Linked DNA regions of Mus musculus: regions 1, 3 and 4 are each linked to region 2. Evidence: chromatin contacts called from public Hi-C and Micro-C data. All regions are on one chromosome and are shown on one strand. The core of a region is the stretch at or near the end of the contact, and the rest is flanking DNA. Distances in the headings are between cores, read along the strand shown.

Region 1 (6,776 bases), core at 2,184-4,683, 470 kb after region 2:
ATAATTTGATATGCAAATGGAGATCTTATGTACTACAATGCCTAAAATCTTAAGTCTGTTTTGAATTGTAACAAAATACCTGGGTCTGCGTACTTTAATGAGTAAAAAGAGGTGCACGTGACTCATGCTACCACCACCTTCTAAAGATGTAAATAGTGCAGCCGAGACCTGAGAAGAGGAGTGCTGAGGGGCAAGAAGGTCAAGTACTCGGACACCCAAGAGCTTCCTCTCCCAAGAAGCCATTGGAAGTCTGTGGGGCCTCACTCAGCCTTACCCCTTTCATGAGGGTGGGCTGTTCTGTTCCCTACCACTAAGCCCTACCTCCCCACTCAACACTGCCACCTTCCGATGCAGTCATCAGGGCACAAGTCTCTGTAGAACAATGCCCTTACCATGGCACCAAGGGTCTAGGGATGGACACACACACACACACACACACACACACACACACACACGAATACAGTGGGATGATTTGAGAAGGAAGATGAGCAGAAGTAAAAAAAAAACAAGAGAAATGGAGGTTTGGTTATGAGCAAAGCACTCATCAAATGAAGTCCAGATGCCTTCCAGTTGTTCGGAGACTGCCAGCACAAAGGCAAGCGAATTGTGAAGAATTGCTTCTGCAAGATGCAGCTTCAGATCTCACATTGGCAAAGGGAGGTATCAGTGGCCCTCACTGCCACGGCAAGGTCTTCTGTAGCATCCTTCTTTTAGTCCTTTAACTTGGGGGTGCGGGGGGGGGGGGCGCTTGCTGGCAGTAAACAACAGGTCTTATATATACCCCTGACTGGCCTTGAACTCCAAATCCTCCCTCTACCTTCCAAGGGCTAGGATCACAAGACAGGCAAACAGGACTTCCTGTGGGGAGCCTCAGTTCCCTGGTGGAAACTTGCTTTTGCTCTTGTCTTCACGTTTTCTGCTCTTCCCACTCTGACCCTCAGCCTCAGTGTGTAGAAGGGGAAGCTTACGCTGTGACCTTTGCTTTTCCGTTTACAGGGAGGTAGAATGCAGAGAAACAATTTTGGTCGCTTGTTGTAGGCAGGAACTATTGCTGAATTTTATCATAACTAGAATCTTGAGAAGACAAAACCTTTTGTGAAGTGTCATGGACTAGCTCTGTGACGTTGGAGGTCTCAAAAAGGATTGGTATTTTTATCCTCTGGAAGGAAAGCTGTGTTATTTGATGGTCCTCATTAATGCTGGTTACAGGCGTTTTCAGACCTAACCCTAACCCTCTGGTGTTCCCCAGACTGGGGACAAAGCAGGATTACATACAGGTCCTGGCTTTATAGTCATTGGGGTTAGTGACTGGGGCATGAATTGGTTCTTAAGAGCTTTGAGGGGTGACGTCATTCTGTATTTCCATCTGACCACTCATTACTGCTCTAATTACTTTCCAGTGTTCTCTTGTCCCTTCTGCCATGATGACTGGCGACATTTGAGGCAACCACTGTGGGATGAATGAAGAGACACCATGTAGAGTTTCCAGAGAATACAGGATATATATATATACATATATATATATATATATATATATATATATATATATATATATGGGTGAGCAGTAACTCTTTGTTATAAAGAAAATCTTGCTTTAAATTAAGCTTAATGCTGTCTACCTGACTTGATATAAATGATAATGAAGAAAACGTGGAGGTAAGCATTTACATGGGCTGGCTCATTTAAATCCTCACAAGAACAAAAATGGCTTTTATTTCCTCTGATTAATAGATGAGGAGTCAAATAACTTTTCAAACCTCTCCCATCTTGGAAATGGTAGGCCTGAACTTTGAACTCAAGGTTTCCCTGACAGAAAACCAAGGAACTATTATTTCCAGAGCATTCCTTGGAAGAGAAAATGCTAAGGCAGCCTAGGGAGTGGTAATTAATTTAGCACTTTGCATTCCGGAAGAAGCATTCCCGGGTAAATCAAGTCCTCTGTCAGCTCACCCCTCTGGGTAGGATGAGGTGTTCTCTCACCGGCAACCTGGTATCCGCCCAGAGCCTCCCGGTACCCGGGTTTGTTGCCCTGTGGCTGTGTAAACAACGTCTCTGCCTGGAAGAGCTCAGAGTCAGTTTTGGCCATTTAACCTATGTGTGACCCTGAAAATGTGAAAATGTTAATCTCAGTCTCTCTCAGCTTTGTTTCCTTTTTTTTCAGTGAAAGGGAGGAAGCTATAGAATCCAGTTCAGAGCCTACTGTGAGGAATTAGGGAGGCCCTGTGTAAAGCACTTGGAATTTTCTCTCCCCACCCCCATACCTTCAGAAATAACGAGTGCAGAGTCACTCTATCTGCTTGTGAACATTTTGAAGGTTTTCATTCCCCTCGAGAGGAAAGAGGTCTGTTTTGGAGAGAGGCCAGTGGTGTTCAAAATGCAGGAAGTAAAAGAAACATAGGAGCAATTCCCTTGCACTGGAGGAGAGCTCTCTTTTAGTATAAGCAGAAAAGCAAATTGACTTGGTGAATAATAATTTTTCTTGAAGGTTTTTTTTTTTAATTGTTGTGTTTTTTGAGTTTTGTTTTGTTTTGTTTTTGTCTTTTACTGAGATGAACCAGCTTCCGCCTGAGGTGAACAAATCCTTTCCCCTCTCAGATCTTATCGTTTCTTATCTGGAAGATGGATAGATTGGAGCCAGTCTCTCCAGTGTCTGGTGGCTGTTTGATCCTGCCATGCCCTGTTGCATCCGCCCGGGAGGAATGTGTCTGGAGCCTGTTTCTGTCTTGGGCTGTGAAACTCAGCCTGGAGGGGCTTCCTCAGAGTGAAGGAAAAGTGACCTAGCCTCACTTCTGTTTGACGTTAGAGTTCTGTAGCTTTCTTTGGTGGGGGGGTCTAACACGTGGGACCAAAGGAAAAGCGCATGGAGTCTGCAAACAGTTGTGGAACAAGTGCGTTTCCCCGCAGGCCAGCAGGGGAGAGGGAAAGGAAACAAAACAAGACAAAAAAAAAAAAAAAAAAAAACCACACACACACACACACACACACACACACACACAAAAGATGTTTATTGCAAAGCTACAGTCCCAGACTAACCTGGAGGGATGTTTGAATTCTGGAAAACCTTATGGATAAGCCTCGCAATTATGTACTTAGTCACAACCAGAGGGGAGGAACTTTGAAGGCACTGAATTGAAGAGACACAAAAGTCAGGAAGTGACCCTTTCGTGGGGACTGCAGAGGCCACAGAGGAGAAACAAAGTCCCTTCACAACCAGGGAAGACGGACCGTACCATCCCGGGGGGCCGGAGTGGGGAAGAGGGCGGTGGAAACTGACATCCTCGCTCTCAAGGAGCCGGCGAGGACACGGGATTTCCCGACTGAAAAGCCTCAGTGTTCGCCTGTCCCCGCACAGCCTCTCCCCCTCCGTGGAGGCCTGGGTCCGGCAGCCCGGGGGCGCCCTGCATCACCGCTCTGTGCGCGGGCGGGGCCGCGCTCCCCGGCCTGGAGATGGATGGCGTGCCCGAGCCAGCCCATCTGCGGCCGCGGCTGGTCCGGGAGGAAGCCGTCCCCGGGGATGAATGGGGCTTTGTTCGCTGCCAGCCGCGCTCCCCTCGCGGCCCGGCCCGGCACAACGGAGGCAGTATGCGACAGGCATGGAAATGAGCCGCGGGCTCTCCCCTCGCAGCGCCCAGGAATGCTGGCCAGCCGGAAAGGAGCCCTCGCTGGGGACCCGCTCCCGCGCCTCTGAAACCCCATTGAGAAGGGCTCTTTGAAGCAATTAAAGCGCGTTTCACGGCGGCCCGGGAGGGGGCCCTGGCCGTCCAGCTTCTCTTTTTACCCCTCTTCTCTGTCCGATCGTGTTTGTGCACCTTGGTGTGGCGGGTTACCTAGAAACCAGGCCAGAACCCGCTCCCTCTCTTGCAGAGATTCTGTAACCTCACAAAAGTGTCCCCATAAACAGATTGCTTGTCACCAGGGGGCGGGGGTGTGTGCGGGCTAGAACCCAGTTTGGACTTGCTCCAAGCTGACCTGCAGAGCCTGGGTTCCTGCTTTCAAAGGCTTCTTTGCTGGGCTCTGCACCCACCTGCCCTGCAGTCAGGTTTAGGCAGACAGAAATTGCCTCTAGATGAAAAAGTCCTGAGGCTGCGGCTCAGCATTTTCCATTTTCTCAGTGGTGGGGTGGGCCGCGTTCAGGTCTAGAAGTGATGTCACAACCAGCCCTGTAAAGTGATGTAACCTGCACTTGTTGAAGGACTAGGACCGGGCTATTTTGAGACTCTTGAGTTTCTTCCTTCCCCCCTGGAGAAAAGTGGGTGACTGGGCAACTCACAAAGCCGCTCTGGGTACAGCGGTTCTCATTTGTTACCGGGGAAAATCTTAAGGCTCAGGAACTGATTCCGTGAAGAAGGATGGAATTCCTTCTAAATTGGAGGTGGGCACCTTATATATATACCCATGGGGCAAGTGTGTGAACTGAAGGCCCAGTAACACCCATATAAAAAGATTTCATTGAGTTCTCTAGTTGATTTTATAGTGCTTTCTTTCCTCTAGGAGTTAAGTCTGTCTCTTCCCCAGCAGGTGCTTCCTAGAGAACAGGATTCTTTTGTTGTAGCTTTGCTTTGTTTGTTGTGTTTCTGAGACTTGGTTCTTGAATTTCCCTCTGTGGCCAAGAATGGTGGTATATTCCGGATCGGCCTGCCTCTACCTCCCAAGTGCTGGAGTTCAGGCGTGTGCTGCCTTGAGCATCATGATCTCTTTGGGGGGGGGGGGGTTGTTTGTTTGTTTTGTTTTGTTTAGAAGTATGGGAAAGGTTCTGTGTTCAGAGCAGGTCCTTAACAATACTTATGCTAGGCAAATACATTCAATGAAGGAGCGAATGAAGTCCGATCCTCTGTTTTGTTTGTTTTGTATAATTCCAAACGAGAAGTAGAAGTAGTGAGCACAAGGTGGTTCCTGGGCAAGGAAGACGTTGAGAAGTTTGAAGGGAAGGTTCGGGAACATTTTTGAGAGCACAAACATGCCTCAAATGTTTCCTGAAATGACCCAGAGGAGAGCAGGCACTCAGGTGGGGGACTCATTCTTTCCAAGTTTGGGGTTGGTTGGTTCTGGCTAACATGAATCATGTTTTACGTCAGTGAGGAGTGTACCCCGTCCATCATTCACTCTTTAAGCATGCCATGGAAACAGGATGGTCAGTCAGAGTCATGGTTGTGCGTGGTAAGCATCATTGCGGCTCATGTGCTACTCCAGTGTCTCCATGGTGATTGTTACCTGGGGCTTGGCTTATACTTCTATTAGGATATTTTTTCTTTGGGGCTTGGAATATATGATTTTTTTTTTTTCTGCACACACCACACACACACACACACCATCAGTCAGGAAGCAAATGAACACAAGATGGAAGAGGAGAATGCCCTACCTGAAGCATAATCCCAGCACATCTCTCTCTCTCTCTCTCCTCTCTTCTTACACACACAGATCAAGCAATGGGTAGTCCACTTCAAGAATGGTGCCCCAGTGTTTCCTTATTTACTAGGGCATAGTCTGACCACCAGCAGGTTGCTGTACACAATAACTTCCTTTCTTATCCTGGGGTTTCATCTGACGGCCATTCTGGTCTCCATTTTGCTTTTGTATAGACAGCCTCTCTGACAGCTGAGATCCTCTCAGCTTCATTCATTCTCTTTAGCCTTGTAGACACGACTGGCCAGCACAGCAAAAAGCCCCACAGACGAGGTACCTGGGCTAGAGCACAGGCCACACACTAGCAGTGCCCCTCACACAGAGACCTGGTGAGTGCTCTAGAAATCAAGTAATCCTGTTCCTTTCTGCCTTTCAGCTTGGTCATGAGCAGGCAGTGGTCTTAGCAAATATTAACAATCCAAATGTCAAATGCTGTGTGGTGGTACACACCAACAATCTTAGCACTTGGGAAAGTGGGTTGAGAGTTCAAGGGTTATTCTTAGCTACGCAATGAGTTTGAGGCCAGCCCAGGGACACTCAGAAACTCTGTCTCAATTACTCTAAAAGGGTTAAATAACAAACATAAATATGACCACTAATCAGAATTAAGATTGTTTCTTCCGTCTCTGTCCCTGAAAATCCTTCAGGCATCTGGGGTTCTAAAGCCAGGGCAGCCTCAAGTGAAGTGAGCAGACTGAATAGAGAGACAAACACAAAGTGCCCTTTTCAATCTGATAAGCTCACAGAAGTTCTGTCACACATTGCCATTTTTTTTTTCCAGGAATGAATTATTGGGTTTTTTTTTTTTTTTGAGCCTTGTAATTTGTCCATTAAGTAGAAAAATGCCCAGAAGACCTCGCTTTTATTTACCAGCTGACCCGCGACCTTAATGAGGCTTCGCTAAAGGGTAGGATGGAGAGTTTTATTTGTCTTTGTCTTGTGTTTGGGGTTAAAAAAAAGAAGAAGAAGAAAGAAAGAAAAAGAAAAAGAAAAAAAGGAGAAGCTGCCTCATTCAACAGTCTTTTGGTCCCTAAAATAAACCCCACTCCCCCTAGCAGTGCTATTTACTCAATCTCCGGGCTACTAAGTGTAGGGGTGGTCCTTGTTGACTTAAATGAGTCCCTGCAGCTAGGTGGGGCTCTCTGGAGTCCTTAGTCATGTGAGGTTGCCAGGGTAACTTAACGTCTCCAGCGCTGGAATGCTTTAAGACGTACAAAGAGGAGACTACAGAGCGCATTACAACTTACAGTCATGTGTTCAATAACATGTCATCTTTTCGTAATGGGGCTTTTATTTTTACTTTATTTTGTGGGATTGAAAGATCAGAAGCCGGAAATTAGCTGGAAAGGATAAAGAAAAGGAGAATTTAAAGG
Region 2 (6,473 bases), core at 2,888-5,387:
ACTCAAATGTCTTTGCTTTGGATGGTTTTTAAGTCCTGCCCTTGCTCACATCATAGTGCTACTTGCTGTTCAGCTCTGACACTATATTGTGATGAGGTAGCTACTCAGACACTATAAGGTGGTAACTAGGGCCATCCTAGTAAAAGGTAGGTAGGTAGGTTTGTGCTGGATAAATTCATATGACCACCTCATTCTTAATTGGGCCATTTGTTTTAGATTTGTTTCTACTCATAGACCATCATTTGGATTTAAGTTTATTCGAAGATACTTGATGTCATGTTTTAGTGACATAGTGGTTGTCAATCTGACTTTTGGCTCAATATTCATTTGTCCTGAAACTATTTCACTTACACTTAGGGGATGTGCACTGTCTGTGATGGCTTACATCATATAGTCTGTCAGTTTTAGGAACCAACCATCACTGATTGGCTTTTGTGTTTGTTTGTTTGTTTGTTTGTCCTGTTCTGTTCTGTTTTGTTTTATCTTGTTTTCCAGCTAACTAGAGCTCCTGGGGAGCCCTGTGCCTGTTCATGCCACTAGGTGGCAGTTTCTTCTCAACAAGATCAGTGTGTGTGACAGGCTCTGTCACTCAGATGTCTGCATCAGGCTGCACAGCTCAGCCTGCCTGGTGAAGGAAACACACACACACACACACACACACACACACACACACACACACACACACACGAACTAAATATCAACATTAAAGATAGCTGAGTCATGGGAAAATCATCCCGTGGAAAATGGTAACATTTTCTTTTAGTTGTAATTTCCATGAAGAGTTAGAGAAAAGCTAACTGCAGCCATATGGGTAAGAGGAGGTGTGTGCAGCAGACACAGGCCAGATGATGCTGAGCAGCTGTCCACCCTTCACGGTGGAACCCAGATCTTCTGGATGAAGACAGAAGGTGAAGCACGTGGGGTAGAAAAACTGGACGCCTAAAACCTTCCTGGTTGGAATCCCCTGTGGGGAGAGAGCAGTGGGGGCTTCAGATGGCACTGAACGTGGGTCCTCCCCACTGAAGTTGAAATGGTCGTCAGCTCCAAAATGATTGCAGGACAGCATGCAGACACTGCTCTGCATTGAAAAAGCAAGAGCGGTTGATGTTTATTTCTATGTATTTAGTGCATAAAACTTGGTCCATTTTCTAAATGTAATCTTCACAAGTCTATGGATTAGGCAACTCACCTGTCTTTTCCACATAGGAAACCTGAAGCTATGAGCTAAGGTGACTCCCAGAATTGCAGAGCAAGAGATGGGGGATTCGAACCCAGCCCTCTCTTGCTGACACTCACTGTTTGAGGATCCCTGAGTCCTCAGAGAGGCCCAAGGAGACCAGAACCTGGTAAACACTGCCCTGCTGGTGTCTATATTCTTACAAGACAACACCCTCTCAGCCACATGAAGGACTGTTTCAATTTTCATATACAAAAAAATTACTTCATTTTTTATTGTTGTTGCTACTACTAACCCTACAAAAACTGCTAAGACCCCAGGGCCTACTCCAAGCCCCTGGACAGCGGCAACATCACAGGGTTTAGAATTCCCAATCAGCAGAAATGACAGCACACACGAATGAACTGACTTTCTTATTTCCACCACACACTACCAAGAGCCTGGGTTATAAAAAGGGGGAGCCAGAGGCAAATTATAAAGGACAAAGCAGACAGCACAGCTTCTCCCAGGACACCCTCACCACTCATCCCTGCAAACCTTCAGGCGGCATCTTCTATGCGTCTGTTAGGATGAAGCAAATACATAGGATCTGAGAAGAGGAGAGGGTAGCAGGACCTCCGGAATGCTACAGTTTCTCTGGCATCCAAATGACAGTGCCCTCGTTGGCACACTGGGCCAGAAGAAAAGCAAAGCAGCCAAAGGACAGGGCATAGTCAGATGGGCTGAGCCAGTGCCCTGCAAATCCATCAGTTGTATAGATCTGGTGTCAGCAGACACACTAGCTGGACCTTGGGACAACTTGCCCGCCTCAAGAGAATATATCCCGAGAGAAGGTATTTTCTCTTGGATTCTACCCTAATTCTTTGCCTTGTGTCCTTAGATTGAAACGCACACTACCTCTGAGCCTTGGGTTTCTTGTTTGTACAGTGAGGCTAATGTTAAACCATGAAGCTGTTTTAAGAAGTAAATAAAGTAAACTCCATCAGGATCCTGTCACAGAGTGGGTGATTAGCAAGTGGTGAGAGGTGTGGACCTCACATCAGGGGAAACTTCTGAGGTTCCTGTGTACTGGGATACTGGGATACTGGGATACTGGGATACTGGGATACTGGGATACTGGGATACTGGGATACTGGGATACTGGGATACTGGGATACTGGGATACTGGGATACTGGGATACTGGAGAAATGAAGATGCCAGAAGCGAACACCAGTGAAGAAGCTAACCCAATGATGCAAAAAAACATATGGCTCGGGAAAAGAGATGACCATTTGGTCAGCAGTACTCAGTCAAACATAGTGTGACAGTGCTGCTCACAGCCACCAAGGAAACTAGGGGTATAGAGGTGGGGGGCGGGGAGGCTGGGGGTATCCAGGTATAAAATATATTCCATTCTGTTGCTGTTTTAGTATTAGTTGGTGGTGTACCGAACTGACTCAGTTTTCAATCTGAAACTGCAACTTTATTATCATTCAGTTCTGTAGTCCGGCAGGATGAAAATAGTGTCACTCAGGAGGCAGAGGCAGGTGGATTTCTGAGTTCAAGGCCAGCCTGGTCTACAAAATGAGCTGCAGGACAGCCAGGGCTACACAGAGAAACCCTGTCTCGAAAAAAAAACAAAAAAAAAAGAAAAAGAGAGAAAGAAAGAAAGAAAGAAAGAAAGAAAGAAAGAAAGAAAGAAAGAAAGAAAGAAGGAGGGAGGGAGGAAGGAAGGGAGAGAGACAGAGAGAGAGAGGGAGGGAGGGAGGGAGGGAGGGGGAGAGAGAGAGAGAGAGAGAGAGAGAGAGAGAGAGAGAGATAGAGAAAGAAAGAAAGAAAGAAAGAAAGAAAGAAAGAAAGAAAGAAAGAAAGAAAGAAAGAAAGAAAGAAAATAGAGTGTCAACATGAATGTGCTCCTCTTGAGGGCCCCAAAGGAGAAGCTGCGCCTTCGCTTATTTGGATGTCAGTAGTTGTGTGGATCTGGGGAACCGGGGCTCCTGTTCCCTTGATAGCTGCCGAGTAGGGCCACCCACAGTTCCTATCCTTTCACAGAGATCCTGATATTGGAGAGAGAGAACTGGAACTCTAAATGTTTTCTTTCAACATTTTTCATGCTCACCTTTCTCTGCCTCTGCCTAGGGAAGGTTGTCTGCTTCTGAGCACTAAACTGAGCTGACCCCCAGTGAATCCAGGGTAACTTCCCCAACCTCGGGTCCATAATTTTAATCACACATACAAAGTCCTCTTTGCCTTGTAAAGCAATATATTCGGCTTCTGGGTATTAGGACATAAATACCTTAGTCTTTCTGCCACCTCACTGTATGTTCAAGTTGTTATTTTTGTGCCTTAATATGCCAGGTGAAGAACTGGGTGTTGAGGTAAGATGTCACTACCAGTGGAAGTGGGTTGGGGAGGAAGCCTGAGTGGGTCAGAGCTGCCATGCCCTGGGCATTCCGATTAGTGCACGAGGTGAAAACATGAATAGAAGGTGAAAGAAAACCTCCCTCATCTCCTCCCCTCCCCTCCCCCCCCCCCACCTGCATCCCTGAATTATCCAAGCTGCAGCCCTGGTCTGAGATTTCTGAAGGTCTCTGGCAATGGTCACAACATTTCTCTAAGAATCATGCATGGAGCTTTACCAACGGACTGGCAGAGGCTGTGCTAGGTACAGGGTTAGTTGTAGCAGGAAGCCTAGCAGCAACAGATAGGTAGCATCCTCTGTACCCCAGAGAGTTCCTATAGACAGAGGTTATACCTGTCACTTTCCCTGGTTCCTGACTCAACTTCACTTTTTCCCTGGGGATTTGAGAGCAAATAGCCCATGTCTTCCTGGCCACTTAACAACAATACAGAGTAAAAGAGAGAGAGAAAGAGGACAGGAAAGGGTTGGTTTCTCACTAGCCAAATACCCTTCCGGTGGAGGTTCTCTGTCCTATATTTTGAAGCGCTAAGGCTCATGGGAGACTCTTGCTCGCTAATGTTCTCTCAACCACAAGGATGGTGAGTCAGCATGGTGGTTAGCTCTCAGATGGCAGGCTGCAGCCCTCAGCAGAGTTCCAGGTGGGACAAGTGCCTGACAGAAAGCCCTCAGAGCGGCCCTGCTGTACCTTGCAATCTTGAGCATCCCTGATTGGCTAGGACCCTGACCACACACCCAGGAACAACTCACCTGTCTAAGTTCCCTGTTCTTCAAAACCGTGGCACAAAAGAGCAAGAATGAGCTAGAAAAGATGTCTTCAGTCCATTCTGGCATGAGCCAGCTAACACTGGCAAACAGGAAGGAACACAAACCAAACCCTTTGCTCCAGATCAAGTATGAGGGAGATGGAAGGGCACAGAGCTTCGTCTGGTCTAGAATACATATCTGTGAGCCAGCTCCTGACTCCGGGGGCGGAGGTGGGGGTGGGGGGCAGGTGCAGTCCATCGATATACCACATGCTGAACAGCTACACTTCAGAAGCACATTCAGCTACCAAAAGAGCTGGCCAATACCCCGTGGCTAGAGGGTTCTTGCTCTTTATGTCACAACCTCACCCACCCCAAGGCTGCCTGTGTTGTCACTTCTGCTCCACCAATTTAAAATGTGTTAGCAAGAGTGACATTTAAGAAGTAAATTTTAAATCTTTCTTGTACTCTTCTTCAGAAATAAGAGGTTAATAGTGGCTTTGAGGTAAATGTTGCAGTTTGCAGCTAGGAAGAAACAAGGGCTATGTGTATGTGAGAGAGTCAGGGGGGTCAAAGGTACCTGCAAAGACCAGAAGAGGATACTTAGATCTCTCTGAGCCAGAACTATAGGGGATTGTGCAACACCAAAAGTGAGTGCTTGGAACCTCACTCATGTTCTCTGGAAGATCAAGAGGCAGTCTCAATAGCTGGGCCATCTTTCTTCAGTCCCTGTGCTGAATTTTGAAAAGTATATTTTATCAGTACAAGATAATACACTTGTCTGGCTGTCACATCTCCATCAAGGCTCCTTATTAAGGGCCTGAGTTTAAAGGTATGAAAGGGTACACGTCTAAGAGAGGTGAAGCAACCCCTCTTCTAGCTTTTGTAATGGAATCTCAGCTATGCTAAGCCAGTGGTCCCTTGATGCTGGCTCCCAGTAGAGCCATCCCAGTCCAGTTAGATCTAACTCACTTGATCGCTATAGGTCTCGGTGTCTTTACAAAGTTATCTGGGAAGTGTAAGTCGTATGGCTGGCAATGGGACTCGCCAGTCTCCATGACACATGGTAGCGTCAGTGCATCCACATGGAAGGAGAGTGGTCTGCAGCGTCTGGGAAGGCACAGCCTAGTTCTTTCCAAAACAGACAGATCGTGTTGATGAAGCAGACTGTGAGGCTCTGGTGGGTTTTGTACAACTGAAGTCCCCAATCCTGGCCTCAGCCTTTTACTAAACTGTTAGGGAGTCACAATAAGGCTGGCGTGGCCAGCTTCATTTGGGCTTCCAATTCCATATCTCAGACTCTTCTCCTGAAAATTCAGCTCATCATCTAAGCAGGGAGTTTCCAAGTTTAAAAAGAAAGAGACAAAGAGAAGGGAAAGAGAATAATTGGGAAGAACAACTGGGTTAGAAATTTTAAAAAATAAGAGGGGGCTGGAGATGGCTCAGTGGTTAAGAGCACTGACTGCTCTTCCAGAGGTCCTGAGTTCAAGTCCCAGCAACCACATGGTGGCTCACAACCATCTGTAATGGGATCCAATGCCCTCTTCTGGGGTGTCTGAAGACAGCTACAGTGTACTCATTTATATAAAATAAATAAAATCTTTAAAAAATGAAAAAAAAAAGAAAAAATAAGAGCCTGAATTCGAATTCTGCATTGTCTTATAATTCAATTTTTAAAAACATATAGTAATTTTGCTCATCTTTGCAGTAACCTCAGTGGCTAGTGACTCAAACCACTGTTTCAACTGAATTGAGTCTTCTGGCTAGTAAGTTTCCACTTTAAAGTCTCCAAATTAAGTATGATGAAAATAATTAGTATTAGGTCGTCACAAGATAATAAAATCTCCTGTGAGAATAAGCAGTCAGGCATACTTCTGTTTTCTGGGACTTGTGCCATAAACTCATGCAGGACACTAAGGAAGTTGGCTGCAGGCTTTAGTTTGCACGCAATACTGAGGCCCTTAAACATCAGGCTAGTACCAGGACCTACCTGAAGGCGGCGCTCAAGGGTGCAGCTGAAGGCAGCTGAACGGGCTGTTAAGGCAAAGAGCCAAGTGGAGTCCAGACCCTAATTGCATAGGAGTTCTTCCTAATGAAATAATCACTTTAAGTGAACATACAGTGCAAAGCTTTGTCACATAGCAACATACA
Region 3 (6,487 bases), core at 2,995-5,494, 270 kb after region 2:
CACACACACACACAAACCCAACCCTCTATTTTGTTAGACTTAATATTACATTTAGATTTTTGAATCATCACTTATTTCAAGGATCTAAGATCTCAAAGCAGTCAATTTTAAAGAAACTCACTCCAACTATTATACATTCACTGATTTTTAATTATTTATGTGCATGTATCTGTATGAATATATGCCATGTGTATATGTGTCCTCCATAATCAGAGAGCATATTGGATCCCCTGGAACTGTAATTACACATCATTGTGAACAGCCTGAATGGGTACTGGGGACCAGTAAGGTCACCCAGAAGAGTTAGCAAGCACCCTTAGCCATAAAGGATGCCATCTGTTTGTTCCCGTAAGCAATGCTGTTGCACATACCATTGTATTAGTGCCCTATTCAACTTCCCTGATCTAAAACTGTTCTTAAGCTTGGTACCGACTTGATGTGAACAGCATAAGTAACTTTCTGAAAGCCTATAAATAATCACAACTATGTGCCATGGTACATGACTGGGGTACAGTTCATTCTTCAAGTAACTACAACTGTAACACAATAATCTAATAAAAGCATTGTTGGGGTATCAAGATGTTATCACAATCGATTCTGCCCTAATGCTCCCTGTATTACAAAGGCTAGTGCCTAGTGCATACACACTTGCACACAAAGTTTCAGTTTGTTAAACATTTGCCACACACCCTTAAGGTGGCTAATTGTTGCAGCTGCAGCATGGATACAAACTAGGAACTGTGTAAACTAACAACTAACAATTAATTATCTGGAATCAAGGGTGAGGTGATGAAGTCGAACTGTAGGTAAACCTTCAGTTAGAGGATACAGCTCATAAGAATGAAACCACATTCAGATGAAAGTGTCCAATTCCCCTGCTTTCTTCTCCAGTGATTAGGATCTTACACAGCTATATGTTCTGAAGAAGTGAGAAAAGCCCTTTTAAATTTCACAATTTGGTTTAATCAGGTAATTCCAGGGGAGGAGAAATCACTGAAACAAAGAGTCTACCATCTGATACGTCCAATTACATGATATGACAGAACAAAAGCAGTTACAAACTCCTATGTGCGTATTTACATGATATACTCACAACTCTCAGCCAGTCAGCTCTATGTGAGAAGATGCATTAGGACAGGAGTTAAGCGGGCTTCCATTGCTTATTAGAAAGATGCAGGCAGGCTCCTAGTGGGGGTGGGGGTGGGGTGGGTAATATACAAGTGAGGCACTTCTGAGGTCAAGATAACAGCAAAAATGTACAACATACTTGTTCACAAAAAAACCTGTTCACACAAAAACCTGTGCATCTTTAATACAAAGGCTTTCGACTAGGAAATTCTTGAAAAAATGAAATAAAACTAATTGCTTTTGCAAATTTAGCTTTTGGGAACAATGGATGACAGTGTACCAAAGCAACTGAAAGGTTTCTAATTGCCCAGCTGCTAGGTAACTGGTACCTTTTAAAGCCCCCTGTAATTTTCCTTCCCTCCCCACCTTCATTCTGGTTTGTATAAATCACCTCTGTTTGTCTGTGTGCGCATATTTTTAATATTTTCTGTTTGACTCCCTCTATTTCTCTACTATCATTTACTAGCAACTTTTTGGTGTTCCCTGTAAGACGCAGAAGTGGGATCTAGATCAAATCAAGAGGAAGAGCAGCGACATTTAGTGATGAGTTGGTTTTATCGGTTAACTGAAGTTCTCCAAGTTACTTTTCAGAAAAGCTACACTTGCTCAATGTGCTGCTGGACTACAATTAAAATTACTTTAAAACACATTAATCCAAGTTACATGTTGCAAATATAATCAGACATTCAATTTTAACAGAAAAAAAAGATCCATAAAATTCTCTCCACCACGTTCTCTGCACTTTGAAGACCGACACGAACACTAAGAAATGCCTGTGTGCCACTTAGTTACGGGAGAAGAAAGAGGGAGAGGAGAAGCAAGTTTGACCCAGAGAACCAGATGGCACTGTACACATGAATCCAAAGTGCATTTGTAATAGTTCAGAAGCTCATTTTAGGCACTGCTGAATAACCAATGAAAATAGGTAGTTTCAAGTTTTTCTCTTTAAATTTTAAGTCCTGCCTCATCAACATCTACTCAGAAACATACACACTCTCTGGAGTTGTCATGATAAAATACAGGTAATTATGTTTATTTTTTTTTTAATTCTCCCTGACTGGTACTGGGAAGAAAATAGGAATACCATTTTGGTAATGGCTTCTGAGTTGAAGAAACTGGTTGTATAAATGCTTCAGTACATACATAAGTTTGATTGCCAGTTCCAAGTTTCAATAAATATTTTAAAACAGGATGTGTAAGGAAAAAGTGCTTCAATTCTTCCAGCAACCATATGCATTTGGGGAAAGACTTACTTACACTCCTTAGCGCTTTTCCTCACCCCCGATTTCTCTGGTGGGCACTGGCCACCCTGAACAGCCCACAGCCCTCCTTTACTGGAGACACCATTTCCATCTTTCAGCGCTGGTCTAAAGCCATCCAGCAGGTGGCACTGCAGCTCCGCAAGCACTGCTCAGGAAATCTAAGGCTTCCCCACAGGCTGCAAGCATCCTCTGAGAACTACAGATCAGGAGCAAACAGGCCCCCCAGCTGGAGAATTTTTGGGTCACGCTATTCAGATGATTTCATTTTCAATATTTACTTTTACTTCACCAGTTTTGTTGAGCTATCTGCTTACATTCTAGACAAAAGAGAAGTTTTAAAGAAAATGCCCAATGGCAGCGCCCAATCTGTACAGTGAACAAGAAATCATTCTTGAATCCACCTACACGTACATGTTGGGAATTGGATTAAACTGTCCATCTAATTCACAAAGAGACTCATTAACATTATATCATCAGTTTCTTTTCTGGACTGGCTTGAATTCATGTGTGCTAATTACAAAAATCCAAGGTTAAAAAAAAAACAATTTCATTATCATAGTTTTTAATGAAGAGAAATGTTTAAAATTGTAAAGGAAAAAATGGGAACGGGATGGCAAAATCTTAGCAGCAAAGTGGTTAAACAAACTGAAAATATTAATGCACAAACATTAAAATATTAAAGCATGTACGTTGCGTATAAAATACAGTACAGAACCAGGAGATGCACTATAGTGACTAGTGCTTAACAGAAAAAAAAAATGATTAATTTTGTTCTTCTCAGAAGTATATACACAGTTTATTTCCATGGCATTTCCTATATTGCCAGCAAGTTATTTTCTTTAGTTATTCACACCTTGCTCCAACCTGAATTACAAACCCAGAACTTACAAATATGGATAATCACTCATAAGGAAAACCAGGACTCTACTTCAGCAAGAAAAAGGAATCCTGAAAGGTAACAGTCTGCTCTAGGAAACCAAGCTCCTCTGAAAACAGCAAGGACGAAGATCATCTATCTGTGCAGCAGCCTCCAATGTAGAAACAGTAAAAATAAGACTGAAAATTGCTGCGACAGTGTCTGGTTTTGGATTTAGTTCATCCAATTGATTTTTAGTACAAAACTAGAAATAGCCTCTTCTTCATAACATCTATAGTTATCAATATATTTTTCTTCTTTTCAATGTGAAATAATACTTCAAGATGATCTATATACATAATGTTGTCAGTTCAAGCTGTCATATAAATATAAATGCTTTCTTAAAAAAAGTATTTTACAGACAGATAGTGTTATATATATATACATTGTTCAGTTTAATCTGGGGCAAAAGAAGAAAGCCAACACAAGCCGAAGTGTGACACATAAAACTGACTGCACAGAAATGACACTGAAAACCTGGAGAATGGACTTCAAATGGTAGTGTGATTTTCATTTTTATCACTTCAGAAACTTTAATCCATTAAAAAAAAAAGGCAAAAAAGGCACACTGCTTTCTTTCCTGAGGGAGTATTTTGCAACAATCCCTCACAAGAGTTTTAATAGTAACACTTTAAAAAAACAAAACCAAGACAATTTGACCTCAAAGTATTTTTAACCTGTTTGCTGGAGCATATCACACTACTTTGTAAATCAAACATCCCATAATACAAATGCTCTGCGACAGGAATGTGGTGTATAAGATTTCCATTCACAATGGTGGATTGAATACTTTCCTGGGAGAATTCTGCATATGTGTTACTGCAAAGTAACTTTGCTCCTGAAATATAATAAAATGCAACTGAAAGGTATTAATTACCATTGTTATGTGAGTAATAAGCACAGAAAATCAGTGAAACAGCTGTGCGAGTTCTGGCTCAGCAGAGTGAGAAATGGAGATCTCAAGCGGAAACTGTTTCACACTAACTATCCAGTTAATGCTTCTGCCTTGTAAAACGTTTATAAATGCAGTTAAGTTCTCTGAAGGAGGAAACTCTGAAAGAAAACAACTTGCTGGCTGAATACCACAGAAACAAAACAACTAAAGGAACCCTCAATTTCTTCTGTTTACTCAATCTCTTTATATAAAAATAAGTGTTACATTTCCATCAGAACATTAGACAATTACATCTGTGCTTTAAAAAAAAAGGTTGGTCACTCAAGGCTATTAGAGTATTTTAAAGATTTTAGATCTCCAGAATGTACAGATATGACTCAATATAAACTGCAGCCCAAGAGAGCTGAGGATGAACTCACCGAATCTCTCACATGGACACAAACGTTATTAACTAGATGAGTTAACTACTCAACACATATGGAATGTGGTGGCAGATATGTGCACATCTACCTCAGAACTAGGAAGGGCAAGAAAAGTTTAATATGTCATAGTTCGTACCTTACATTTAGTTAAATATAAACATTTGTTATTTATACATAAAACTGCTTTCAAAAAACAACCAATGATTTAGTTGCACTTGTCTTATCTCTTAATTTCCCAAGTACTAACTTTTCTGTACTGAAATCACTGTCCCTTAGTGCACTTTTTAGTTAATGTCCTAAAGAATTCAAATCTTTAAAAAGTCCCATCACCTAGTGCATAAATATGAAAATGCCAAAATTAATCCCTTTTAGTTGGATCCTATTCTATGTTGACCTTTTGTAATCAATAACCAGAAATGACTGCCTTCTGAAAATGCTCTGTGATCTGTCCCAGAACATGCCATGCACTCAGGGAAACAGGCACGGCTAGCATCTGTAAATCACAAGAACTGATGAGTTCTGCTTCCTCCACGCATGGCCCCAATGATACCGGCAAGATTCCATATTGCTTGCCAACAGCTTCCACAAATCCAAGTTAGCTAATTCCTGGAGATGAAGGTTTAAGCTCATGCCGGCCCTGGACTGCTTCACCCAGCAGCCTTATGTTTCCCACCACAGCACCCGCATGCCTCACCACAGCGATGGCACATTCTCAAAGGGACGTAGCAGCACATACATGGTACAATGAAAGACAGAGCTACCAGGGCTAACCACCTTAGGCAGAACTTGTCATCGCTAGTGTCACACGAACAAGGATCAGAAAAGTCTCCCTCTGAGTCTGACATACAATGATATAGCATGCTCTCAGCACAGAGCATGCAGCTAACTTGATATATGCATCTTTTAACAGGATCTGGAGCGTCCTGGCATTTCCCCCTGGCGTTTTCTTCATGATTAAACCTTTCCTGGCAGTATACGCAGCGAGAACGTTCCCCATCCTCTTTTCTTCGTTTTGACTTAAATTTTAACGAGGGAGGCTGTGTCTTAAATACCACAGAGTCTTTCAGAGAACTTAACTTAGTCTCATCCCCACAGTGGTAGAGATAGTCTGACTTTTTACTGTCTTGTTTAGAAAATGGAACACTGGAGTCAGTATCATCTCTCTCCAAGTCATTTTTCCACATGTCCGGATGTCTGTAGTCTGCATATCGACGTATTAAGATATCTCGAGGATTTATTCTAACAATCTCATCCTCATCTTGAAAGCTGACATGTCTGATTGACTTCAAAGGGACCTAGACAAGATAAAAATTGCAGTAAGGACGATGGTGGTTGATTTTATGTCAGTGTGGTAGGATGACCCCCACCTAGGGATTCATTCAAGGAGCTCTGTGACCAAGTTTTAACTGAGATCAACACTTCGGCTGCTGGACCACAGCCAATCAGACAACACCTGAAACAAAGACTACCTCCCTGTAGAGCAAGAGGAAGTTCTGCCAGCAGGGTGCCTTTGCACACAAGCTCCAGTTTTTCCCTCATTCCATGCTAATGGCTTCTCCTGCATTCACTTTTCTTTCTTTCTTTCTAGTACTGAAGATTAAACTTAAGAGTCTTATGCCTGCTAGATATGCAGTCTACCATCGAGCTCCATCGGCTATCTCTCTTTGCCCTTTGTATTTTAAGGTAAGGTCTCACGAGGCTATCAAAGCTGCTCCTGTGCTCTCATTCCTCTTGCCACAGCCTGGAGTACCTGGCCCTGTAGGTCTGCGCCACGAGACCTGGACTAACTTTTGGCTTTGTATCCCATTTCTGGATGAGCCAATCCCTTCCAACAGGAGCTCCATCCGCTCACCCCTGGTTCTGT
Region 4 (6,769 bases), core at 1,877-4,376, 330 kb after region 2:
ACTGTAATCAAATCCCTATGAAGGATAGTTTAAGAAAAGAGAGAAAAGAACAAAATTAAAACAAGGCCATTTTAAACCAAACCTAAGCCCACGAGGGCTCTACTGAATCTCTCGTTTTTTCCTAATGTGTGATTACAAATAATGAATTTTCATTTCAAAACTTCACCTCCTATGTTAAAGATGAGCTCTACAATGACCAGATTAAACGGGACATTCCAAGAAATCCACTTTGTGGCAGAGCCAAGGTTCAAGTAAACAGTGTCAGGTCTAGCAGCCACTATTAGCAGATGAACATAATCATTTCCTCACGTTCATTAACCACCACCACCCATTTTTGCCCCATGAAAAAGCTCTCAGAGGACAATACATGCTAAAATAGATCACCCTTTTACTACCCAAACTAACAGTTACAAGGCTCCTCAGGACAATGTATTAATATGGCAGTATATCTTTGTGAAAACAATTTTAAAAATCTGAATGAATAATTTCCCAGTTGCCCATAAGTACATTTGGAGGTGGGGTGGGGGCTGTTTGAAAGCATCAGTATCTTGAGAATTAAAACAATCATTAATATTTTTTCATTTTAGTTCAACAACGGTTCTATCCACTGAGATCTCTTTCATACACTTACTTGCACTTTCAATTTACTATAGTACCAAAAAAAAAAAAAAAAAAAAAGGCCTGTTTTGAAACAATATATTCTACATTTGCTTTAATCTACACCCATCATTTGTTCTTTGGCCGAAGTAAGGCAATACTACTTTCTAAACTATTAAAATGGTAAGACATCTTTCCCCATCTCTAAAATAGATCATAAGATTTTTATCCCAGCTGCTTTATTGCAAGATACTAATAAAAGTTCCCGTCATTCCCTTCAGCATTTCCGCAGTTTTTCTCAGCCCAGCATTGAGACAGGGTTCTTGATCTGGCTCAAAATAGATCTAGTCTGCGGAAGGCAGTGACAGTGTACTGCACTGTGAATGGACAGCCAGGTATTTTATGAATGGAGGCGATCACGTGATCCCAGCACCTCCCCGAACTGATATTTCCCACATAACTGTGTCAACATTCTGAGAACTGGGGTAGTTGTTTGTGTGTGCGCGTATGTTCCAAATTTTAATCTAAAACTTCAAATTCTCCTCACTTCCTGAACCCAAAAATCTACACAAGGACAAACAAGCTTCGAGTGGTTTTCTTAGGAAAGCCTTTCAAGTTGTCCAAGGTGATGGATGTTTAATTATTTTTTTTATGAATGAAGTGTGCTATGCAAATGAGGGCGATTCACAAAAAGAGAGAACATGGCGGCCACTTCTGCTTCTAGACTGCACTGACTGCAGCAATCCACCTCCTTCCACACCCGCTCCTCAATGCGTGCTTTTCAAAGGGGGGGGGCGTTGCTCGGCATTTTTCTGCTATTTTATGGTAAACGGGCCTTTAAAGCCTTCTCGAAAAGATCTGACTTGAGGAATGCACTTTATTTAAAGGAATGCATCCTAAGGACTAGACTTCATTTAACTCTTCATAGCCCTCCAAATACAAACAAAAATTGAATTCAATTACAGAAAAAACAGACACCAAAATTCGGCCCCAAATTAACTCTCAACAGGAAACTCTTACAGCCCCATTATTCCTTCAAGAGGCTGCTACATTAAAGCAAAATATTTAAAAGGCACGGTGATTCATTTGGAAAACCTAAGGACAGTCCAAAAAAGCAAAAACTTATGGATCAAGCTCTGATGAAGTCACCAACGCGTTCGGCAATGTAAACCGTACTTTATCACAGACGGAAGCCAAACCCTAGCATTCAAAATTTTTAATTACTCTGTTCTTGATTAAGACGGGTTCAATACTCTCGAAGGTTAAAAAAATAATAATAAAAAAACACAATAGCTCAACATCGCCCACACTCCAGGTGTCCTTAATCCTATTTAATTCTTAAAATGTTTCCCTAACCCTATCTTTTTACTAGAATAGTATAGGTCATAAGTTTAAAAAGTGGGGCGGGGGGCGAAGGCTTAATCGGTATTTAGGAGTCACTGAGTCATCGAATTAGGATTCAAGAGCAGTTTGCGGCTGGAGGTGCTCCCACACATTAGTTTCCGAGCGAAATAGCTGTAGAGGCAGGGTGGCTGGATGTTCAAGGTGTTTGGGGAGGGGGGGCGGGTTTGACGCCGGAGTGAAGGGCAGGCAAAGGGTAGTTTCTACTCCACTTTGAGCTACCCACATTATTACTCTGTCTCGGAGACGTCCGACTGCTACGCCGCCTCTGCACTGCACTCGATACCCTTCCCCAAGCAGAGAGGCGAAAATGCACGAATGAAAAGGGGTGCTGCCATTAAAGAAAATGGCCCGACACATCGGGCATCTATCACCTCCCGGGCGGGACGGGCTGGGGGGAGGGGGCTGCCCCCCGGGCTCAACCAGGCCAGGGCTCGCTTACTCGTTGTCAGAAGTCGCCGTCTCCTCGCTCATCTTTCCCTCACCGTGATCCGATCAGGAGATGGAGGAGCAACAGCAGGCAGGGAAGCAGCGGCAGCGGCGGCACCGAGGGGCGGCGGGCGACGACGGCCGGCGGGGCGCGCGGGCAGCGGCTCGGGGGCCTCACCATGGTGGATGCCTCACTCGGAGCGGTGCCCCGCGAGCCGGGCAGCCCGGCCACCCCCGCAGGGGGGCGGCGGCAGCAAGCGCGGCCGTGGCGACCCCAGCGGTTTGCCGCGCCGAGGTCGAGTGCGAAGCCGAGACGGCGCGGGCGACTGCGGGCGCTGAGGGGGACGCGGCCGGTGGCTGAGGCGGTGCTGCTCTCAGGGGCGCGGCGACGGGCGGGCGGCGGGAGCCGGCGGGGGGCAGCCGAGCGCTGGCTGCGGGAGGCGGCGCGGTCCCGCCGAGGTGCCGCGCACCATCTCCCGCCTGGCCGCCGGCTGCCCGCGCGGCGCGCCTGGTCGGCCCTCAGGGGCTGCCTCGGACGCGCTCCAGCTGAGGGGCCGCAGGCAGGGCGCGAGGCGAGCGTCGGAGCCCGAGGGCACAGTGCCGAGCGGCGGCGACGAGGGCCGAGATCAGCGCTGCTCGGCGGCCCGCTCCTCACGCCCGCGAGAGGGGAGCCGCGAGGGGGGCGGCGGAAGCGCTCACGCCGCCCGCTCCTTCCGCCGCTCGAACCGGGGGCGCCCGCGGGAGAGGCAGGCGAAGTAGTCCCTCGCGACTTCTGGGCCGCCGGGGCTCGCGCGGGTGCGGCTGGGCGGACGTGGGGCGCGGCTGCAAGCCGGAGGCGCGGGGCCTCTGAGGGGTCGGGGGGAAACCTAAAAGCCGCGGCCCGCAGTCGAATCACTGCAGCTCTGGATCGTGGGCAGCATAACAAGTTTCAGGAAAGTAGTTCCCTCCTCCCCTCGCTTCCCAAATCGTCGGGCAGCGGGAGCGGGGCGAGGAGGGTGGCGGAGGGATATGTCGCTGCACTGCATCGCGCGCGTGTGCGTGCGCGCGCTCCAAACTCTTGGCACGCCGAGGAAAGGGGGCGGGGGTGGGAGCTGTGAGCCGAGCTGCTCCGGGACTGGCATTGTTGCGACGCTCAAGTCCCCGTTACTCGGCCTGGGATATCCGGGTTGCCGGGACAAGCGGGCAGCACACCGTGTGCTCGGGGAAGAAATCGGGAGGCCACTCCGTACTGCTCAGTGCGCGTGCACGCGCGCGCGTGTGTTGTGTTTTTCTTGCAAAGAATGGAACTGGCATGAGTTCATCTCTTAGTGGGGGTTACAGGCCAGGACTGCAAAGCGAGCTCCTCCTGCTGTCCCTCTAGTTGCATTGCTGCAGTTCCCTTGCTTCTTGCACAAGGGTAGTTGTGTGCGTGTGATGTGTGTGTGTGTGTGTGTGTGTGTGTGTGTGTGTGTGTGTGTGTGTGTGTGTGTGTGTAGAAAGAGTTGGTTTCAATACCTCGCAGCGCGATCCTCACTGCGCAAACAGCATGCAATGCTGGGCATTCATCTCTGGAAGCACGAGTGCTTGTTAATGGAGAACGGCTTCCATTGAAGCCCGGGGTAGGCGGGTTACATGAATCTGGCGCATCCAGCAGCACAGGAAATAACTCCCGCTGCGAGCGAGGTTGCATAACTATAGCGCAGGAGAAGCCTGTGTGGCACGAACTTTGGCGAACAGAGGCGGAACGGTTGTTGGATAGGCAGCTGTCACGTTTGCATTGTCAGAGGACAATGTATGCAATCATCCCAAAAGATCTTTTTTGCACAAGAACCTTCTAAGGTTGAGGGCTGGAGCCTGGGATCTTTGTGACCGGAGGGCTAGGAACTCCTAGCTCTATAAATTCTATTATCTTGTCTCTAAGAAGTCAGCTTATACACAAGATGGCCTGGGGGACTGACTCCCTAGCGCTCCTAAGTTCCTGTGGCGTCTCCCTAGGCGGTTTTGCGATAGGCTTTTCACTTTGTTCTCAAGTTTACTTAACCCCCGGGGAAGGAAGCTTCCTGTTCCAGCCACCTTGAGAGATAGAACAATTCCAAGGGAAGAAGTCCAGCGGGCCTCCTAAGGAAACCGTCACTCTTCAGCCAAAGGTTTCCAGGAAGCCTCAGAATTGCTGCTCTCCTCCGAATGAGTACACACTAATGTGCTAACAGTACTGTGCACATAAGAGTGCCTAATGTGTGTTTGACGAAGGAATAAAGGCGCTAACCCAGCCAGCCGTGCACCAAAAACCCATACCGTGGATCACTGAGGTTTCTTTATATAACTTCCAGCCGCGTCTGCAGGATTGTTCATCTTAGGAACAAGTGGGGATGGGAAAAAGGAGTGAGTGAGTGGAGCGTGGGAAGAGATCTCCACTCCTACCATTTTGAACTTGATCTTAGGATGTGAAGAACCTGAACTCCAGAGTGTAGGTGCTAGTCTGTTCTCCAGGTACTAACTGGCTTTGCCCGCTCATGTTTAAATCCGGGCCAGACTGGCAGCTAATGTGGAGGCTGGGGTAGGAGGATTCCAAGTTCAAGGTCTGCCTGGGTTACAGAACCAGTTCAAGGCTAGCCTCCTTAATTTAGCAAAACCCTGTCTCAATATAAAAATTTAAAATGAAAAGGGGGCCAAAGTTCTAGCCTTGTAGTGGAAGGCCCGGGGTTGGAGTGGGAAGAGGTAGACTTGAAACCCTCGGCTAAATCCCCAGTACTGAGGTGGGAGGGGAGAGCTTGATCGCCCAGAGCCTGTTCTTAAGTAACTCACTTAAATTCTGTCTAGTTTATGTGGCTAATAAGCATCTATTTCACAGAGCTTTTATATGGATTGATGGGCTAGCAACACACATAAAGCACTTAGTACAAATTCTGAGGTGGTAGTATGTCCAGTTCTCACTATAATTTTATAAAACAGAAGTTCTAAAGCCCATGTCAAAGTGATGGCATGTGAAGGTTAATTGAAAAGCACTCGGCATTGTTCAGTCATTCAACAAATAACCATCTGTCGTTTCCTGTGCACCCCAGTAGACACATGGCCTGGCCCTTGGTAAGCCATCAACAGTGATAACCATCAGAGTTATGATTAAGGACAAAGGTAGCCATTTGCAAAGGCAGCTTTCTCTTTTGAGGAGACACAGCTGTCTGAGGCTCCTGTGCAGCCCAGAAATCATCAGAACTGACTTTTGGGTAAGATGAGAAAACTGTCTTCATCCTACACCAAGTAATGTGCTGTACACACACATACATACATACATACATACATACATACATTCATACATACATTCATACATACATACATACATACATACATGAGAAAACTGTCTTTATCCTACACCAAGTAATGTGCTGTCCACACACACACATACATACATACATACATACATACATACATGAGAAAACTGTCTTTATCCTACACCAAGTAATGTGCTGTCCACACATACATACATACATACATACATACATACATGAGAAAACTGTCTTTATCCTACACCAAGTAATGTGCTGTCCACACACACACACATAATACATACATACATGAGAAAACTGTCTTTATCCTACACCAAGTAATGTGCTGTCCACACATACATACATACATACATACATACATACATACATGAGAAAACTGTCTTTATCCTACACCAAGTAATGTGCTGTCCACACACACACACATAATACATACATACATGAGAAAACTGTCTTTATCCTACACCAAGTAATGTGCTGTCCACACACACATACATACATACATACATACATACATACATGAGAAAACTGTCTTTATCCTACACCAAGTAATGTGCTGTCCACACATACATACATACATACATACATACATACATACATACATGAGAAAACTGTCTTTATCCTACACCAAATAATGTGCTGTCCACACACACACACATTCATACATACATACATTCATACATACATACATACATACATACATACATGAGAAAACTGTCTTTATCCTACACCAAGTAATGTGCTGTCCACACACACATACATTCATACATACATACATACATACATACATGAGAAAACTGTCTTTATCCTACACCAAGTAATGTGCTGTCCACACACACATACATTCATACATACATACATACAGAGAGAGAGAGAGAGAGACTGGTCAACAGCCTAAATGAATGTGTAGGTGGTGGTCAAGCTACCAACTCTTTTAAGTTAAGATCCTTCTGTGTCCATTTTAAGAGGACCTTGCAGTTCCCACCACTTACCAGTAGTTGACGATCTTACTTACCTTTAATATTATATATTGCCCACTCAAGTTTCAATCATTCTAGGCCTGACTGACACACCCCTATGAT

Evidence for each region. A called contact is a pair of places that touch in the nucleus more often than the background predicts.
Region 1: a Micro-C map of B cells shows a contact between it and region 2, with 4 times the contacts expected there. The contact joins two enhancer-like sites. A contact is called at or near these places in 1 of 39 promoter capture datasets (pre-B cells), 1 of 15 datasets of contacts at CTCF or cohesin (large pre-B cells), 4 of 484 Hi-C or Micro-C datasets (B cells, cortical neurons and group 2 innate lymphoid cells) and 3 of 115 datasets of contacts at active chromatin or transcription factors (astrocytes, large pre-B cells and pancreatic cancer cells).
Region 3: a Hi-C map of pro-B cells shows a contact between it and region 2, with 3 times the contacts expected there. The contact joins two enhancer-like sites. A contact is called at or near these places in 7 of 39 promoter capture datasets (the 3T3-L1 cell line, the HPC-7 cell line, hippocampal neurons and 3 more), 1 of 15 datasets of contacts at CTCF or cohesin (CD8 T cells), 12 of 484 Hi-C or Micro-C datasets (B cells, CD4 T cells, the N1E-115 cell line and 9 more) and 1 of 115 datasets of contacts at active chromatin or transcription factors (large pre-B cells).
Region 4: a Hi-C map of Th1 cells shows a contact between it and region 2, with 4 times the contacts expected there. The contact joins the promoter of Spred1 here to the enhancer-like site in region 2. A contact is called at or near these places in 5 of 39 promoter capture datasets (the 3T3-L1 cell line, the HPC-7 cell line, hippocampal neurons and 2 more), 20 of 484 Hi-C or Micro-C datasets (CD4 T cells, CD8 T cells, DN3 thymocytes and 13 more) and 12 of 115 datasets of contacts at active chromatin or transcription factors (the 230-238 cell line, T-cell acute lymphoblastic leukemia, astrocytes and 8 more).

The regions. Positions count from the first base shown.
Region 1 is chr2:116,972,553-116,979,328 of GRCm38.p6, reverse strand. No RefSeq gene overlaps it. Among named protein-coding and RNA genes, the nearest start is that of Gm46758, 59 kb to the right of the region's middle. Within about 2 kb of position 3,433, at least 300 of the 459 cell types and tissues checked have an H3K27ac peak or open chromatin away from gene starts, as enhancers often do. A contact at or near this core is called in B cells and group 2 innate lymphoid cells, where this site is marked.
Region 2 is chr2:117,444,750-117,451,222 of GRCm38.p6, reverse strand. Gm32137 (a long non-coding RNA gene) reads right to left here. Exons shown (of 2, transcript XR_001783446.1): 2 at 733-1,078. Among named protein-coding and RNA genes, the nearest start is that of Gm32137, 8.0 kb to the right of the region's middle. Within about 2 kb of position 4,137, at least 52 of the 459 cell types and tissues checked have an H3K27ac peak or open chromatin away from gene starts, as enhancers often do. A contact at or near this core is called in the 230-238 cell line, B cells, CD8 T cells and 12 more, where this site is marked.
Region 3 is chr2:117,176,733-117,183,219 of GRCm38.p6, reverse strand. Spred1 (sprouty protein with EVH-1 domain 1, related sequence) reads right to left here. Exons shown (of 7, transcript NM_033524.3): 7 at 941-5,918. The coding sequence ends at 5,271. Among named protein-coding and RNA genes, the nearest start is that of Mir674, 5.2 kb to the left of the region's middle. Within about 2 kb of position 4,244, at least 12 of the 459 cell types and tissues checked have an H3K27ac peak or open chromatin away from gene starts, as enhancers often do. A contact at or near this core is called in pro-B cells, where this site is marked.
Region 4 is chr2:117,117,428-117,124,196 of GRCm38.p6, reverse strand. Spred1 (sprouty protein with EVH-1 domain 1, related sequence) reads right to left here and starts at 3,126. Exons shown (of 7, transcript NM_033524.3): 1 at 2,441-3,126. The coding sequence starts at 2,472.